2 separate regions of the Cricetulus griseus genome follow, and region 2 is linked to region 1. Evidence: chromatin contacts called from public Hi-C data. All regions are on one chromosome and are shown on one strand. Each heading gives the region's core, a stretch centred on a gene start, on an enhancer-like site or on the middle of the called end of the contact. The rest is flanking DNA. Distances are from core to core; before and after follow the strand shown.

Evidence for each region. Hi-C and Micro-C count contacts between places; a contact is called where the count stands out from the background.
Region 2: a contact with region 1 is called in a Hi-C map of the CHO-K1 cell line, with 5 times the contacts expected there. The contact joins the enhancer-like site here to the promoter of Pdcd4 in region 1. A contact is called at or near these places in 2 of 8 Hi-C or Micro-C datasets (the CHO-K1 cell line and fibroblasts).

The regions. Positions count from the first base shown.
Region 1 is chr3:7,657,689-7,663,923 of CriGri-PICRH-1.0, forward strand. It overlaps Pdcd4 (programmed cell death protein 4), which reads right to left and starts at 3,041. Exons shown (of 12, transcript XM_027407016.2): 1 at 2,907-3,041.
Region 2 is chr3:7,786,052-7,792,286 of CriGri-PICRH-1.0, forward strand. All of the region lies in intron 1 of Rbm20 (RNA-binding protein 20), which reads right to left. Among named protein-coding and RNA genes, the nearest start is that of Rbm20, 100 kb to the right of the region's middle. Within about 2 kb of position 2,675, at least 1 of the 6 cell types and tissues checked has open chromatin away from gene starts, as enhancers often do. A contact at or near this core is called in the CHO-K1 cell line, where this site is marked.

The sequences.
Region 1 (6,235 bases), core at 1,791-4,290:
ACAAGCAAAGACAGTCAGGGGTTTAAAGCTGACAGAGCTTAGGCATGCACAAGACCCCTTCAAGTCTATATTCTTTTTCTCCAAAAAGGGTGTTAACCTGTGAAACAAAAGTAACACCTTATGCTGAAATGAGGCCTTAATTGTTAGGTACACCAAAGCCTTACTGTACTGCTTGAGAAACACAACATGGTAAAAATCATCTCCAATTCTATTCAGAATTAACTACTGTGTGGGTCTAAATGATCACTTCCCAATGTTTTAATTTCAAACAACTTAGGATTTAGAGGAAAATGAATTTTAAGATAGATATATGGAGATTCATCTAGACCTAAGTACTTTCCATGGCTGAAAATGCCACATTCTGCTTCCTTGCAGGGCATGAGTCACATGGTATAGGAAATCTGTCACATTCGATGGGATCTGAGTTTAAAGTCATACTGTCAAGTTCTTTTTCATTCTTTACGAAATAACAGTAATAATCTTTGAGGAAATACTTTCTGCAGTTCCTACCTAATAAAGGAAAAAGATTATAAGCAATGCTTGTCAAGCCCTTTATAATTCAAAATCAATCACATCACGCCTGCATTGTTTCATACACTTCATGTATTCCTTCTGCATACAATTCAAGAGATCCGGGAGGGCAGGTGATCTGTGCAAGGAGAAACCGCAGCACACTAACAGAATCCCACCTTGTAAATGCAATGCAAGAGCTCACAGTGAACTACCACAACACAACAACAACAAAAGCTTATGACAACACAGACCACAGACAACAGTTAGCCAACTGTTACAGCACTGCTTTCCCAACGTTGTGATAAAGCACATGGGGAACCTTGGCGGATTCCATGACAGGCGAGGTTGACCATGGCGGGAGACAAACACGGCCAGGCAGACAGAACCTAGTGAGAAGTTTTATTAAAAAGGGAAAGGGGGGGGAGCAGGAGAGAAAAGAGGTAAAGAGACAGAGAGAGGACAGAAGAGAAGAGGGAGACAGGAAAAGTCCTGTCTGCCCCAGGGGAACAGCAGAAGAGAGAGAGAAAAATAGGGTAAGTGGGCGGGGTCTGTCTTTTAAAGGGGTCCTACGAACCTGTATGCAGACTATGGACTCATGGATCCCTGGACTGACCAGGGTGCATTCTGCCAGGTGACAGGGGCAGGCCAGAATAATGCCCGAGTCCTTACAACAAACACTAAAAATAATTATAATATATTGCTCTATTATTATTACATTATTACATTATTACAGTTCCTTCTTCAGACCATGACAACTGGATCAAAGAGTCAGGAACCCGTCACAACCCACAGCGGCACAACTGTTCTAAAGGACAATATGTTCCACTGTCTTCAGAGTGGCAGGCTTCCCCCCGCCCCTTTTTTTTTTACAATTTAAAAATCCTTAAAATGCTCACATCAAACTTAAGCAAAGCAAAAATAAATAAACAAAATAAATCTAAACTCTATTCGCCCCACACCACGCCATACAAAATCGTTCCCAATGAGCATGCGTACAGTTAGAAAATGTAAGGTTGAAATTAACTGTCCTCCAGTGGATTTCCTAAATACCCCATAAATTACTCTGGCATTTCTGCAAGTCAGGGTTAGAGCATATGTTAACTAGACAATTACTTTCATTCTTCCCTGGGACACAATCACCCTCTTAGCAACTTACAAGCAGCTAAAAGCGCTCTACCGCAGCAAGGCAAAAGCAATCGCTATAGAAAATAACCATGTACATTTATTTTTGCAGTCCTAACAAGTATTATTCCCTTAACATTACCACAATAGACAAACTAACCAAATTATAATTCGAAGACGCCACTATGTGTGTGTGTGTGTGTGTATGAGAGAGAGAGAGAGAGAGGGGGGGGGGCAAGCATATTATGGCTATAAATGCCAATACAGGCATATATGAATATATGCCCAGACATGCCTTTTAAAAAGGACTGCGGGCTTTCGCAAAGCCTCCAATTCTTAAACCGCGGGGAATGCCAGCACTGTGAAGCTACCCAGAATGTTTTCCACGCAGCATCCTGCAGACAGGCCTCACGCCCGCCACTCACCCCGACCAGTAGCTGCGTTTGGACGACAGCCCACAGGAGGCTACAGCGGCTGGCTACCGAGCCAGCGCCCCGGAGGGCGCGGGGGAGACGTGGGGAGTCCTCGGCCTGCAGGCTCGGGCATCTGGGGAGCGGGGCCCCCTCTGTGCACACCGCAGCCCCGCACAGACCCAGGCAGCAGGCGCAGCACGCGTTCGCAGAAAGGGGGCTCCCTTCTCGGCTTTGTTTTCTCTAGCTTGTCTTGTGGTTATTTTGCCTTTCGGGGGCCCAGTGCAGCAGGGACGGCCAGGGGGAGCTGGCGCCGGGCCCGGCGGAGCCCGCAGTGGCAGCGGCGTTCCCGCACGACTCCTCCCGCCCTCCCCCGACCTCCGTGTGGCCCACTCGCCTCCCCTACCGCCCCGGCCCGGCCCCCACGTCCAACTGCATCGGGACGGGCACCCGAGGGCTCCTCGCCTCGGGGCCGCGAGCGCCCGCGCGCCCAGCCGCCGGGGTAGGGCAGGGGCGACGGCGGAGGAGGGGGCGGGCCCGCGCGCTGCAGCGCCCCGGCCCGGCCCGGCCCCGGAGACCGAGCCCCGGCGGCTCCCCGCAGCCGCTGGCGTTGGGCGAGCGCGGCCGGGCCCGAGGGCTTCGAGGCGGCTGCAGACCCGGGCCCGCCGCCCCGGCCGCTTGCCCGCCGCCCGCCGCCGCTCGCCCCACCGCCCGCCGCGCGCGTCCAGGCCTCCACGCCCCCTCCCCCTCCCAACGTGCGGCCGCCTCCGCGGACCCCGGGCGGCCCGGAGGGAGGAGGACGCGGCAGCCCGAGCGTGCGAGCCGCGCCCACCGTACTGACCCCGTCCGGCCGCCGCTCACCGCCGACGCCGCCGCTCGCCCGGGTCCCCGGTCCACCTGGCCCCGACCCCGCTGCTCAGCCTCCGCCGCAGCCGCCTCGGAGCGCCTCTGGCCCCGCTCGCTCTGTTTGTTTTTGTTTTGTTCTACCCAGTAACACGGGGGCGACGGCGTGGCGGCGATTGGCCGAGAGGGGGAGGCCCGGCAGCCAATCGTGGCGGCGGGGCTGCAGCGGAGGCGGAGACGGAGGGAAGTGAAACGTGGAAAGTTGGGGCGGGGCGCAGGGGGTGGGGGGTGGAGCGCCGACGGCCGGCGCATGCGCACCGGGCTCCGGAGCCGCTCAGCGGGCAGTCGGGGGCGGGGCCGCTGGGGAGAGCGAGCCGGAGTGGGGGCTGGGATGCGGCTCGGGCACCCGGCTCGCCTGTGCTCTCCACGGGGCGTCGGCAGGCTCAGCCCACCCAAGAGCTGTGGGTTCCCCTCCGTTTCTGGGCGTGCAGGAAAGCCGACCTCTGCTTCTGCCCCCGGCCCTGGCTCTCACGCGTGGCTCCAGCCCGCGTGTCCACGTGCTCGGAAGTTTCTCGCAGTACAGGCCCGAGCACTCTAAATTAGAGATTAAAAAAAAAAAAAAAAAGTCGTTCCCGTTTGCCAGATCAGAGAGATTCGAAAGTTGAAGTCCCTTTTGCTCAGCGGCCAGGCCACTGTGGTCCTTGCATTCTGGATTTCAAGGCTGGGTTTCTCAACCATGGCTACAGTTTGCCGTATTGAAACAGCCTTCTAGAGCTGTCTTGTGTGACTTTTCCCTCGGGCTGTCATCTCTGGCTCTTCTAGCCCTCGTGTTGTCTGGGGCATCATCTCCAGAGATGGTGTGCAGTATCCTGTGCCCCTGATAAAGCACTGACCTGCGTTCTCTGCCCATGTTTACCTATAGTCTGAATGGCAATACCAGAAAGATGCCTTGGTCTTTTCGGAACTGAACTGCCTCCCCGCTCAGTAGTGACCCCCATCCCCTAACTTAGGCCCAATGTCCAGTCTCCTGCCTGGACAGTGTTACCTAATGCTATCACACAGACAGACAGACACACAGACACACACACACACACACACAGACACACACAGTGTTACCTAATGCTACCACACAGACACACAGACACACAGACACACACACACACACACACACACACACACACACACACACACACACACACACACGCTCCATCGCAAGCACCCCAATGCCTCTCTGAGGTGCCGCCTTCTCAGACATCTTACAACCCACAGCATGACTTACAGGCTCTGAGGCCATGTCTCCACACCCTTCCGAGTCCATGGATACCCCTTGGACAGTTCTCTGGAACCCACTTGGACAGCTCTCTGATCCACATCCTCCCTTGGGTCCTGTCAGGTCTTTGTATCATGTCATCTTGAAATGCCTGGTACATCCTACTCATGTCTCTTGGCCTCCCTCAGTCTTTATCAAGCCTCGTGCCAATATGATCCATTTTCTGAAACCTGATTTCTCTGAGTGTTGGCCTGTTGTACCTCTGGAGGCACTGATTGAGTTCTACCTGGCATTATTTTATCCAAGTCCTGGTCCTGACTTGTCTCCCTAAGAACATGGCCTTGTTGGACACCAGATCTATCTCTGGCTCACCTTTGTATTGTGTGCTTATGAAGCCGTTTTGTAGATTTATTAACCCATGCAATAAATGCTCCTTATATGAGTTCACAGAGAATCCCAGTCCTTGGTAGTGATCATCAGCTCTTGGTCAAGGACTTCCTCACATGGCCAGCATCTGAATTAGCCTCATGAGTCATGGTCATTATTTATAATCAGAGCTTCCTAGCCACTCAATTTTGTGGCTTTTTAAACTATCTGCAGCTGTCTCCTTTCTCTCCCCTAATCGGTGTGTGTTGGCTTCTTTCTTACCCATCCCTCTCTTGACCTTAGTTCTTGACCCTTTCTTGCTCCCAACCTGCCACCAGCTACAGACTACTGCTAATTTCTCCCCTTTACTCCCTTGTTTAGCACACGGTATAGCCAGGCTCTATAGGGCAAATATCCCAAAACCTCTGAAATAAGAGTATAATATAATCCCCATTTTTAAAGAGCACCTTGGGCCTCTGAAACAGTGTCTGTTAGCAAATGTGCCCTAGCAGAGGATCTAACAGAGAATAAAATATTTGTGTTATCAAATCTGCTCTGGCAAATGGGGCCTAATAGAGCAAAAAATACTCACATCCTTTTTGCTCCCCATCTCAAGCCTCACTCCAAAATCTGAAATCCCAAAACCCACCTTAGTGTGTGGCTGACCAGCTTGGGCAAGATAGGAACGGCGTTATAGTCCCAGGTCCCTGCTATCAATAACAACCCCACTTCCTTCTCAAGCCTTCTGCTTCTTCACCAGTAAAATTCAGAAGGTATTTTCAGAAGCATGTGGATTTTGCAATATTTTATTAAGTATCCTGAAAAAAAAAAAAAAAAACAGTGAGGGAGAAACCGTTTCATAGCCACGTCTTGGAAAGAATGAGTCATGAAAAGGTTAAACTTTCCTTTACTACTGACTCTTAGCATCTTTGGTGGGCAGCCCAAGAAACTTAACAATTATTTATCTGAACACAGAACTCTTATGCTTTAGGATATCCCAGAATATGTTGCAAAAAAAAAAAAAATCTTGGGAATATAGATGATAGGCCCTGGAACCAACGTTGCTTCTATCCCAGCTGCTCCCTGCTCACCTGTGCCTCTGTAGCCAAGGGCTTTAAAAGAATCAAAATTAGAGAATAAATTAGAAATGGAAAAATAACCAAGTGCCAAGAATTCTTGCCTAGCAAGCCAATCTACAAGTATTTATTGGCTGCCTATTCTGTGAAAAGCACCTAACTAACCCTTCTATTCTTGGAAAAAGGCATTTTTCTCTCTCAGGACAGCTGGCACCTGAAGCCTAGGAGTCCCTGGGATTCCTGGCCACCATTTGTATTTTCATCTCACATTGTAAACTCTCGTAGACTTTTTGTTACTTAAAGCCCTTTGCCTATTGGCTCAACATTAGTTTTGCTGTCAGATATGAGGTTCCCTTCCTCTTCACTCATTCATTCCAGAATGATAGAACTGTAACTTCCATTTCCTTTCATAACAATTCATTCCAGGAAAGAAAAGACCAACAATAACCTAGGACAAGCCACCTGCTCAGAAGTGACAGTAGACTCTGCTGTGTGATCAGATAGGCATATGTATCCCAGTTTCCCTCGGGTTTCAGCACTGTTAAGATGCACAGAGAAGATGGGTGGGGCATGTTGGGGTTTGTGAGAAGAAGGGTAATAGAGTTTCTAAGTTTTGCTTTTAAGTTATTGACTTT
Region 2 (6,235 bases), core at 1,425-3,924, 130 kb after region 1:
AGTGAGTTTTCCTATCAATAGATAGGAATATATGCTTTCCTATGAAGCCTCCCAGGATCAAAGTGCTCCCCCAAGGGCAGAAGCCTGAATGCTAGAACAGAAAGAGCTCTGTGTTCCGTGGGAAAGATGTGCCCTGCACCTGCTCACCCGGGGCTCTGGTCTCTGCACCACTGCAGCCCAGGGGTCCAGCGGGTGTTCTAGGATGTGAAGCAGCCTGAGAAGAGACTGATACCCAACTCTCTTCTCTCCAAAATGACAATGAAAAGCAGTGATGCACAGTCAATCAGAGGCCGTTTTCAAGAGGTCTCACTTTCTTCATTCTGTCTGCACTTTCTATTCCAAAATAAATATGGCTGCTCCAGAACCCTCGAGCAGAGGGCTGAGAGGCCTTGTCCTGGACATCCAGCTTCCCCAGTGGTCCCTACCTACAGTCCTCACAACTCTGTGGCTTTTAGTCACTGTGAACAACTCTTGTGTCAGTCTCTTTGTTCTGAAGTGATAACACACCCTGGCAAGGTTATTTCTCTCATGGTCCACAAACATCCCCTTAGGAGAACCCAAGGCAGAGGAGCTTGGAGCGGCTGGTCATTGTATCCACAGGCAAGAGACAGATGTGCACAGTGGGGCGAGGCTCACTCTCTTATGTAGTCCAAGATCCCTCATTCAGAGGATGGCTCCACCCATAATCAGGGTGTGTTCCCTACAGGCAAGTCCGAGAGGTTCATCTCCCAGGTAATTCTGGATTCTGCTAGGACAGTGGGTGCTAACTATCACAACTCCAGTCTGAAAGCATCAGGAGTGATGCTTTGTGCTTTAAAGTTTTGAATTGTGTGACTCTGATGTGATGAAAGTCCCGGATAGCCCACTCTGCCTTCTCCAGAATGCAAACCATCCCCTTATACACATACCCACTCTGTGCATACTCCCTGCCCCCAGCAGTCTTGACTATCAGTTCAACTGCTGAGCTACCACAATATACTTATTTTACTTAATAATGTCACCAAAACACAAGGATGATGAGGCTGGAGTTTCAGGAGTTTGTTTTATAATTGTTCCACTTTATTCCTACTTATTATTGATCTCTTGTGGTTTAAGTTAAATTTTATCATAGGTATGTATACATGTATGTATGTATATATGTATAGGAAAACATACAGATGAGAGCTCAGAATTACCCATGGTTCCAGGCATCCATGGGGCTTAAGATGCAAACTCTATAGGTGAGAAGGAATTTCTATAGTCAGATTAGTAAAACCAGGAAATTGTCATTGATGCAATACAATGAACTAAACTTCAAACCTTAATCAGGTATCATTACTTTGTGCACACACTGTTGTTTTTAAGACTCACAGAGGCTATAAGCACAGTATAGAGTTATTAAGACCCGTGTAATGAAATCAATAGCTGTAATTTCAATGTATAGGTCATGAGTGAGCCAATACTTCTTGCTTTATTACAATGGATCTTTCTTTGTTTCCACACCAGTGGGATATTTACATCAAAAATCATGGTGTTCTCTCTCTCTCTCTCTCTCTCTCTCTCTCTCTCTCTCTCTCTCTCTCCCTCCCTCCCTCCCTCGGAGTTTAGAAACGGCATCAGAATGTTGTTCTTGGACCTGGAACAACATTTATCCCCTTTTCCAAATGTTATTGTAAATATAGGTGGGAACGAATGGTTTTAACAGTTAGAAGAAAAAGTAAAAATCTCGGGTTTGTTTATTAAAGGTTATTTACAACAATGAAAGAAAATAAATAGTTGTTTCGCACCACAAACTTCCCTATTACCCCTAGGCCTAACACTTGCTCACCAAGTCAAAAACTTTTGAGACACATTTGATTCCCAAGCTGGAAGTGTGAGCTCGAGTGTGACATTCGGGCAACAGCCTCTCCAGCCCAGGTCCACTAGGCACAGGAGACTTCTGGGGGAAGCTGGACACTCAGGGTTTGAGAGTACAAACGCCCCATACTTCTGACTCAGGGGTTTAGGGTACAAGATAAACAAAACCAACTCGCAAAGGATTGGGAGGAAAACCAGCAAGCACTGCCTGCAGCAGTGGCTCCAGGAAGAAGGCTGGACACCAGCATCACTAACTTAGGAAGGCCAAAAGGAATCATCCTCACTGGCTTCACGAAGACCAGATGGCTAATGGGAGAATCCGTGGGAGGGAGGGGAGAGGCTGTGTGACTGGGAGAAGGCAGCAACAAACCTCTTCCTTTCTGATACAAGGCAGTAGCCAGGGCACAGGACTTAGGGCTTCCATGGTTTCCAGGGCATTTTAGGGTGGAAGTTGGTGCATTCCTTGAACCCCAAGTATACTGAACAATGTCACCATCTGGTGGTCAAACCAAAAATTAAATAAAGAGGAGATGGCTCTCCATTTGAGGGCTGAGAGTCGAGTCGCCTTTTAAACCTATGCCAGGTGTGTACTTAGACACGCCTGTGCTGAATGTTGCATGGGAGAATGCTTGTCATGAGAAGGATGGCAGACTAAATGGAACTATAAATTCTTTGAAGCTCTTCCCGTAAAGAGGGGACTCTGCATCCCTGGATTAATCTGGACCTGCCACCCCAATCAGGTTTTGAAAAAGACAACACAGGAAGTGAAGCTGTGTGAACCCCAAGGCTCTGAGTCACCTCTCTGCTTGGGACACTGCCACTACCTTGGGAACAAGCCCAGGCTAGCCTCTGAGAATACTCGGTGAGAGAAAAAGTGGCTCCTTCAGCTGCCTCAGGGACTGCATACATTCGATGACGTCAGCCAAGTGCTCCCCAAGTGGCAGTCATGAGCTTATTCAAAACCATCTGAAACCTACTCTAGCTGTAACCCATGGAATCATGAGAAATAATAAATTATTTTGAACCACTGAGTTGTGGGATGACTCAGAATGCAACAGCTAAGAGATGATAAGTCTGTATACGGGATTACAAACTCAGTATTTATTACCACTGTTTCACACTGGGGTGTGAGGTGAGGGGTAATCAGCTTTGCCCCGTGGTGACTCTCAGCTATTGCATAAACATTGAAAGTTGCAAGCTCTAACTTTCCTCTGTCACTCAGATTAACACTCATTCGTCCACCAAACACTGGGCATGTTACAAGCTGCTAGAGTGGGCACGGAAGACTTGACGTTGAATTAGATGCTGATGACCCTTGAGAAGGTCCTGGCTGTTGGAGACACTACAAGTGCACAGACATCCTAACCACAAAGTGGGTAAAAGTTAGAATACAGAAGTGACTACCTGTTGGGAAAATGGTGGCTAGGGGCTATATTGGTCAGGACCCAGTGAAAGAAAGAGAAAGCAGCCAGGATTCTCTAAGTACCGGAGAAATTTATTCCAGGGCATCTTTTACACCGGGTGGAAGCAAATGGGTAACAGTGATGCAGTGTCCTATATAGCGCTTAGTCATTCCAGAGACTCGACCACGGGGAAGGAGAGGCATCCCATTGCCCCACCCCAGTCTCTTCCGAGGGCCTAGCTCCAGTCAAACCCAGCATTCTATAGGGAACGACCCCAGGAGAGAGGCAGAGGAAGAGTGGAGCTTGGCAGGTGTGTCGAGGACTGTATGCCATGCAAGCATCATTCTGTCTTAGTTTTCCCGTCCATATCCCCACTCCCAGGACAGAACAATCCTACAGAAGACAGGAGTCCCATGTCCCTCCCAAGGGGAGCAGGTCAACATAAAAAACAGGAGCTATGTACAGGCAAAGAGCAGAGCATCTGGCTGTGGAAGCCAAGACCTCCTGCAGAGGGGAAGGCACAGAGGGCTCTCCTCCTTAGGTTTGGGCTAAGGCTGGCCTAGCAAACTGTGACATGCTGGTAAAGAAGGCTCATGAGTTCCTCACTCAGTCTGAGACCTGGCAACACTGCAGGATGACTGACAGTACCTACTAGGGCTTCAGCCTCAAATCTTGGCTTTGCTCTCTTGCTATCTATGACCGCAATTGAGTTGCAAATGTACATGCCCTTTGTTTCTCCGTGTGTAAAATGGGGTGATGACTTCTCATTTGCAAGACTGTTGTGAGGATGAAGTGACACCATTCCTTGAGCTCCCGAGGAATATAGGGGGCAGTGGCTGCCAATGTGTAGCTTCTGGGATAGCAGCACCAGTATGACCTGGGACTGGTTAAAGTGGAAACCTTTGGGCTCTACTCCAAGGTTACCAAGTCAGGAACTCTGGGTGAGCCCAGCTACCTTGCTCTGAACAGCTTTTTAGGGCTTCTGATGCCAACTGGGCCAAAGTTGAGAACCAATGATGCAGATAGAACATACCTTCAATAAACAGTTTCTGTTATCAATGTTTTTACAGAATCTAGGAATAAAGTTGGAAAACACATCACCAGTGGCTAAAGCCACTGGAGATAAGCTGGGATGGGGGGACTCCCAAAGCTTTATATTTTAGCAGCAATGGTAAGTGGTTCCAGATATTCCTGTCTGTGCTGTTGATAGAGGAGGCTGGCCTCACTGACCAGCGAATATGCTACCCAGTCCCCAGCTGATTTAGACCTGCTTGGGACTGTCAATAGTCCCACTTGCTCAAGATGAAATGTCCCCTCCCAAGAAATATGGGAATAGCTCAATGGGGCAAGGAAAAGAGAGAAAGCTGTTTCCTAGAAAGGGAGAAAAGACAGTAAGAAAGAACTAAGCATTCAGATCTGATCTGGTGAAAGTGAAAATCTGAGTAGAAAAACCGTCTGCCGAGAGTGTTTTGAGATAATGAAGTTGAGAAAAGAGAAAACAACAGAAAAGAACCTGCCTAAAAGACTTCAAGTTCTCAGAGAGCGCAACGGGGATGTGATGGCTTTGGAGACCAGGGAAGTGGCAGAAGCAAGAGGAGGAGGTGAGTGTGTCCTGGAGTGTTAGAGTCTGCCCTTTCCTGATGACAGTGTCACCTCCCCTAAGGAGCATCCTGATGCTGGTCCCCAACCCATCAGGGGCTGACTGTACAAGCTAATAGAAGCAAGGATCACATATGCTCCGATGGCTTAGTTGCCACTAGATGGGGGTATTTTGCTAAATTGGGTGGGAAGTGCTTTGCCATTTGGTTTACTGCTGACATCACTGGAGTTAATAACAAGAGCAAAAGTGGCTGTACAAGGGGGATGCTGCCATTAGCAGGGAGGAAACGCTGGAGCTTCTGGGACCAAAAACCCTTCCTGACCTTTGGCTTTTTCATTCCCCCAGTGGGAAGACTGAAATTGAGGCCATGTCCCCTTCATCAGCCTCTCTGGTCCACACACTGGCCACTTGGCTTCACCACAAGACAAAAGACCAACATGGACCCCTTGCCCTCTCTGGAAAGAGAACTGAATCTCCGCATCAGTGGACCTTCTTCCCTCTTTCTGGTCCAAGCGCACATATCTTCCTCAGTAGCTACCTGTACATCTCAACATACTTGAAATGAAATTAATCCTGATTTTATTCTAAGGCACCGTCCACAAACTTTAGCAGCACCACCTGTAGGAGGCTGTGCAGACATTATTGCCAGGGTCCGCTCAGCTGGCCAGGAGGACTGTCTGAGGACATTTTGAGAACACTCGTTGTAAAGAATAACTTCCATTTACTCTCTGTACCAAATCACACCAACATCTTGTCGTTTGTGGTCTCATCCCAGCCATCACACTGCCTTCCCCAGAAGATTCTGAGGGCCTGCAATGCCATTCTCAAGACCCCAAGAAGAGGAATATCACACCCACAGGCCACACTGGGTCTCCAAAGCCTACTGTGTGCCGGGCACTGTGTTTGGCTGTGACTGACAGATATGATTTGCTTTTGTCCTCCTTATAATTTCACTTACATTTACTCTTCTTGGAGACATTCAGGGTGGGAGGGTAAAGTGATCCCGAAAGCAGGTGGAAAAACCTCTGTTAATCTCAGGGAAATCAACCACACCCAGATTCTGTTTACTCAGTCACTCTGCTGTGCCTCTAAACAGGGACCCCACCACACAGGCACACACACATAGACACACATACACACCACACACACCACACAGGCACACACACATAGACATGCACACACATACCACACACACACACACCACACACACACCACACACACATACCACACAGGCACACACACATAGACACACACACATACCACATAGGCACACACACATAGACACACTCACACACATACCACACAGGCACACACACATAGACACACACAAACACATACCACACACACATCACACACACACCACACACACCACACAGGCACACACACATAGACATGC